Regions from separate parts of the Sus scrofa genome. Here region 1 is linked to region 2. A link is a contact called in public HiChIP or PLAC-seq data. All regions are on one chromosome and are shown on one strand. The core of a region is the stretch at or near the end of the contact, and the rest is flanking DNA. Distances in the headings are between cores, read along the strand shown. Region 1 overlaps PPP1R1C (protein phosphatase 1 regulatory subunit 1C). Region 2 has its middle 50 kb from the start of NEUROD1.

Region 1 (3,149 bases), core at 465-2,964, 310 kb after region 2:
AATTTTTGCATAATCCTTGACTGTTTCCCCTTACACAATCCATCATACACTCTTGTAGTTCTAATTTCAAGATGCGCCCTAGTTATTTTCCATATCTTCCACTGCTACTACCTTGTGTGAGCCACCATTCTTTCTTGCCCAGGCTGCTTCTATCCCTAACCCTCTACAATCTAGTCGCCAGACACAAGCCCGGGTAATTCCTCTAACTTGCAAATGTGATCATGCCAGCCCCTTGGTCAAAATCCTCAAAAACTTCCTGTCACATTAAGAATAAAGTGAAAAACCCAATTATGGCTTATGAATCCTTGAATGAACTGTTCTGGTGCCCCTCTCTGATCTCATTTCCTTTCACTCTGCCCCTTCTTCACTTAGGTTCAATGTCATGGACTTTTTCACTATTTATAAACATCTCAAACACACGTCTGTATCAGAGAATTTGTACTTCCATTTTCTCTCCTTGAAAAGCTCTTTATCAACTGGCCTCTCAAATGGCTCAGCTAATATTACCTCCTCACAACACTGCCTTAATTTTTTCCACAGCACTCATCATGTACCTAGAATGAGGTATCCATGACAACCCCCTAGTACAGTTCCTGGTACATAATAGACGCTCAGTAAAAACTTGTTGAATAAATGAACTGTAATAAACTGGGGAATCTAGCCACATTGTCAATCTGCTCAGAAGAGGATATCTCTTAAACCCTGTTCTACTAATTGTCATACTTGTGACTCTGCTTCTGTTTCCTTTGCTTCTCTCTCTACTTGATCCTCCCTTAATTCTTATGTTCCTAATTATCAGTATTCTTTTGTTTTCCTTGTTTTACTTTTCTCCACTCTCTTCCCCCTATGGTCAAAGGGAAAACCTGATTTGGAAAATTAATTGCTATCCAGAATGATTCATCAGTTTGGCTGGATTTTTAAGAAAGGTTATCTCATGGACTGCTAGAACAATTAGGTGATTGCTTCTGACTAGGGCCTGGTTCCTCTAACAATTAGTTTGTGGCCAAGGTGGTAGCATCATATGACAAACTTGGCAATGTAAATAGAAGAATCTGGATAGGGCTCTTGTCCATTAGAGATGTTTCATGGCTTGTCCAGTACATTTACTCTTAGAAAGTAATAATAAATTTAGTACTTGGTCTCACCACCTTTCTAGTCATACCATTATAGTTACTCAAAGTTGTCAAGGAGCTTAAAGGTTAACTAGTACAACTATCTAGTAATGCATTGAACATTGCTTCCATTTTTTGCCACTGCATCTAATCTCAGGGTATCAGATTGTCTATGTTCTCTTGAAGATTTTAAATACTAGGCCTGGAGTAGAGCCAGATAATCAAAAGTTCCAGGTGATTCTGTTGTAGCAGGTCTACAGATTGACCAGATTCAGATATCCAGTCACCTCCCTAACATGTCTTTCTTATGTCATAGGACAGTAGCTCATAGAGATCAAAGATCATGAGATCAAAGTTAGCATATTTGAAACAGACCTTTTGACAGCAATTTGTCTTTCACTGCTCCCCTTCTCAGGAAGTAATCTTCATCTACTTAAGTGCTTACTCCTGAGTTCTAGGAGCCTCTAGTGACACTCTCCCTCTCCGTGGCTCTCTTGGTTAGCAGAGAACCAGGTCCTATGGATTGTATCCCATTAGTACCTCGCCCACCTTCCCTTCTTCTGTCTCCAATACTGCCACCATAATTCAAGTCACAGTCATCTCTTTGCCAGGACGTAATTGTTTACTCTCCATTCAGCCTCTCGCTTCTTACTTCCTGTTTGTTTTCTATACTGTAGCCAAAGTGAAATTTCTAAAACACAGAAGTGATTATGCCACTTCCTTTGTTAAAACTCTTCAATAGCTCCTCTTTGCCCTTAGATAAAATTCCTATTCCAGAGCAAAATTTAGAAAGCTTACTGCTCTATGACTGCAGTCTGCCTTCTCTTTCCCTCACCCACCAGGTCCCAGGCACACTGGCATTCTGTCATCTTCCAAATGCACCAAGTTCTTTCCTGAAAGAGATTGTATACATTCTCATCTAGAATATTTGCCCTTGCCTTCTTCTTTTTTTTCTTTTAGGGCTGCACCTGCTGCATAGGAAATTTCCCAGGCTAAGGGTCTAATCTGAGCTACACAGCCAGTGGCTGATACTACAGTCACAGCAAAACTATATCTGAGCCACGTCTGCAGCCAACACCACAGCTCACAGCAACACCGGATCCTTAACCCACTGAGAGAGGCCAGGGATTGAACCTACACCCTCATGGATCCTAGTATGGTTCATTAACCACTGAGCCATGAAGGCAACTCCCTTGTCTTCATTCTTTATTTGGCTAGCTCCTACTTATCATCAAAGCTCTGTCCTTAAAGGTCAGATCCTTGAAAGGCGCTTTCCCTAACCCTCCATTCTGCCAAGACCAGCTCAGCAGGATGGGGCTGAAGAACGGGTGCTATGGAACTTAAGGAAAAAAAGTTAACATAAAACAAGACACAGAGACATTTATCTTAAGTAAAGGTGGGAACCAGGGGACTCAAGGTCTCAGGGATCAAGAGCCCTGCCTCAAGAAACCACACTGCTTTTATTGTGCTCTTGAGGATTATGTCAAGTGAAAAGGGGGTTGTGGGTGCAGGATATAATTTTTTTTATTATTTTATAAATTCTTTTATTATTTTAAAAGTCACTTAGCTGGTAGATGGTTAAACTTTTACTCTAAACTTTAGGCATTTAAGAATCATTAGCATTTGAGTTAGCTATCTATGCATAGCATTTCAGAGAATCCTCACTATGCTTCAGCAAACCGGCATGCCTATTTGCGGCATGCCTATTTGCGGCAACCTTGTGTGCCTAGGTTTGCACCTTGGTTCTTTTTGCTAATGCATATTCTGCTAACGACCACTCATAAACCACTTGGCCATGAGGTTCCTCTTTCTCTTTTTCTTTAGAGGACATACCATGCTTGTGCAAATGGCGTGCCAATCTGCACAGGTCCAGCGTGCCTAGACCAACGTATTATGTTCTCATTCAGCTGACCCTGCGAATAACCCATGCTTTAGGTCTTTGTTCTTAAGTCATTTACCATCACCGTGACTGTTTCTCAAGCAGGAAGACGGGACAAAGTAAGGAAGGACAAGATGGAGTTTTTAGCAAAGGAGGCT
Region 2 (3,069 bases), core at 3-2,502:
TGAAGTTCCAAATGATTAGGCTGACCTCTGATCTATGGTTCATACCCTGGGTGCAAAATTGCTGGATTATGTAGAATTCCAAAGTCCACATGGTCTGGAAACCTATGTCACAAATTTATGGGGGTAGGGAGAGCATACATGGATTGACAAGTCATTACAGCTTCTGTACCCTAGTCATATGCTCTGACAATTACGGCAGATTACCAAGAAGAAATTAGGCAATCATGTTAACTAATGCTGTTCTTGTCAACTTGCTCTTTGGAAGCAGCTGAAAAGGAGTAGAATTAATTGATATTTCTAAAATCCAGAGAATTTCTATAGGCCGTGGGATAGTTTTAGTAAATGTGGGAGCCATAGAGGTTGTACCTCACCAGAGTTTAGAATTGCAATTTTCTATTATAAGTACTTTCTGCTATTGAAGTCACATGAGTCCTCTTGAGGCATATTCATAGGTATACTTTAAGGCAATCTATTTCCTGACATAAGTAAATGTTTGTTACTTTAATTATAACTCATCAAGAAAGACCATTTATTTACCTGTCTGTTGATCAAAATTTCTAAATTATGGAGGGAGGAAAAATGCGAATGTAGCTTTACTTAAAAGAAATAACAATAATTTACTTATGCAAGAAAATTATAGAGTATACATAATAAGTTATGCTGGGTAATGCTGTAGTAAACCAATTGGATATATCAGTTACATGGTTATTCTAGAACCTATATTTCTAACCACCGCTCACAGTAAACCAAAAAATCCCACTACCTCAATTCTTTGAAAAAAAAAAAAGTATAAGTAGTAAAAGAAAAAAAAAAGCCCTTTACTTATAAAAGTGACTAATAGTAACTAATAGCATATGGCTTAAAGGATAATTTAAACTATTTTATGTTACTTCCACAAAGATATTATTGTTATCATAATGATTCCTTTACACTTAGAATGAAGAAATAAATATGGGGTTTTCACATGATAAATACTGAGGTACAGGTCTGAAAACCAGAAAGAGATGTTTTTCCAGCAGAGCTGATCAGATTAAGCATGAAACGATTTTTTTTTTAATTACCCCACAAATCAAAACAAAGATGAGGGAAAAGTTCCATGAATAAACATCAGGGTCATAGTCTAGGAGAGGGGAAAACATATCAGGAAACCAAAAACAAGTGGAGCCAGTTGTCAATCTAGGAACAAGGCAGATGGTTAAAGTCGGAAGTCACATAAGCAACAAAAAGAGCCAAGGTCCAAACCACAAAGCAGAAGTTATGAGAATAACACAACTGGGCTCTAATCCCAAGGCTGAGAATGGAAGCCAAGCAAAGGTGCCTAGTCATAGAACCAAAGGGCAGTTGTTGAAGCAACAGAGCTTTTTTTGTTTCCTGCCCTTTAAAAAATGCAACAGAAGATAATTAATGTCTATGCCTCTCTGCCATGGTTAGATTAGAGGCAAGTATGGGCTGATTGAGAGTTTTTACCTATCCGACAAGATCAGGAGACATTTTGATTCTGTGGAAGTCACTGTCACAGAACTTGAGGCTGAGGACAAGTCTGAGAAAATCCGACAGACGGAGTGCTCTTGAACTAACTCACTTAGGCCAGGTGACTTTTTCTGCATTATTTCCTTATTTCAGGACAGGAGAAAGAGAACCAGGAATTTGAATTGTTTTACATGGCAAGTGTGACTTCTTTTTCTTCTTGTTTTAAACAACATGTCTGTATTATGTCTAGTTAATGGCATTAAGGGCTAGAATTCAGTTGTCTCCCAAATGGGAGAGAAAGAACATGTGAATGGGGGGGGGCAGTTAATTGGGTAGTATGTTATTTTAAAAAATTCCATCATCTGTGTCCACATTACAGTAAGAACATGCTTGATTTCCCTTGACCCCTTCTCTGTGTGATTTTTCACTCCTCTCCTTAGCATTGGCACAGTGTAGATCAGAGGCCAAGAGGTGTCACCAGTCCATTGTCCTAGGTAACTAACAATACAAAATATACACCCCAGAGTTTCAGTCAGTGGGTTCCCAACAGATCAACAAGTGGAAAGTCTGACATCTTCCCCGGAGTGATGGTATTAAGCTAATGGTGTTCTCTGACAGGAAGTTTTTTTCTGATACTGTGTATGTTTTCCTAACTCCTCTTACTGCTCACTCCCATGGTTATCTCTATGGCTCTGGAAAACAATGCCAACCCCCTCATCAGTGTTCTATTTTTAGACCTCATTTAGTCTATAGAGTCAGATGGCTCATATTTAGCTTCCCTTAAATTTCTCCCATTAGTCATTCAAACTCATCATCGCCTTAGTCATTTTTGTTTGGTTGGTTTTCAGTTTATGATGCTTAGCCTAAGAATGAAAACAGCATTTCCAGGAATAGCTCATAAGGGTGCAGTCAGATACTTTAGTCTATATACTGAAATGACTTTACATTATTTCTTAGAAAGGAATCTAATTTTTCATTCTTCTTCAATTCATACCTCCTTCAGCCTCGCAGTTTTGAGTTCCTTCTATCAATGATACTCTCCCTTCTGGGAGAACAATTTCTAGGATATGTTGTTATCCCTAGAACTTAGCACCATACCTGGAACACTGTTGGAAATCAAGATACACTTGATACATGAATGAATAAATGTTTTAAACATCGCAGGTAAGAATTATTTCTATTTTTTTCTGGATTTAGGAGAAGTTTCTATTTTTCTATTTTTTTATGCAATACCTCTCAGTGTTTTAATTCAATTTATACATGCAATTAATTAGGCTACTAGAGTACAATCTCATTCTGTACAAGAATTTATATGCATATTTTTGCATAACATTTGTTGAGCCACATACCTTAAAATAATTCTTGCCACAGGATTTCTGGCCTGGTAAGCGACTGAGAAATCATCTAGTCTGATTTCAATATTTTATGGATGTGAAAGAGGATAACAGACTCTCAGATTATAGGAGGCCTGATTTAAAAGTTTTGTACAATAATTTTCTCTTTTGTTCACACAATTCTTCATGCTGGGAGCTGACACCATCTTGTACGTAATGGTCAACTCTTTGACGTCAATCACTCAAGCATACATTTTTTTCCTTA

What was found. HiChIP or PLAC-seq counts read pairs in DNA pulled down with a chosen protein or histone mark.
Region 1: a contact with region 2 is called in an H3K27ac HiChIP or PLAC-seq map of alveolar macrophages. The contact joins two enhancer-like sites. A contact is called at or near these places in 1 of 5 promoter capture datasets (liver), 22 of 47 Hi-C or Micro-C datasets (adipose tissue, alveolar macrophages, blood and 13 more) and 2 of 2 datasets of contacts at active chromatin or transcription factors (alveolar macrophages and skeletal muscle).

What each region holds. Positions count from the first base shown.
Region 1 is chr15:87,539,842-87,542,990 of Sscrofa11.1, forward strand. The region is part of intron 4 of PPP1R1C (protein phosphatase 1 regulatory subunit 1C); the gene reads left to right. Among named protein-coding and RNA genes, the nearest start is that of PPP1R1C, 76 kb to the left of the region's middle. Within about 2 kb of position 1,715, at least 2 of the 83 cell types and tissues checked have an H3K27ac peak or open chromatin away from gene starts, as enhancers often do. A contact at or near this core is called in alveolar macrophages, where this site is marked.
Region 2 is chr15:87,228,064-87,231,132 of Sscrofa11.1, forward strand. No RefSeq gene overlaps it. Among named protein-coding and RNA genes, the nearest start is that of NEUROD1, 50 kb to the left of the region's middle. Within about 2 kb of position 1,253, at least 10 of the 83 cell types and tissues checked have an H3K27ac peak or open chromatin away from gene starts, as enhancers often do. A contact at or near this core is called in alveolar macrophages, where this site is marked.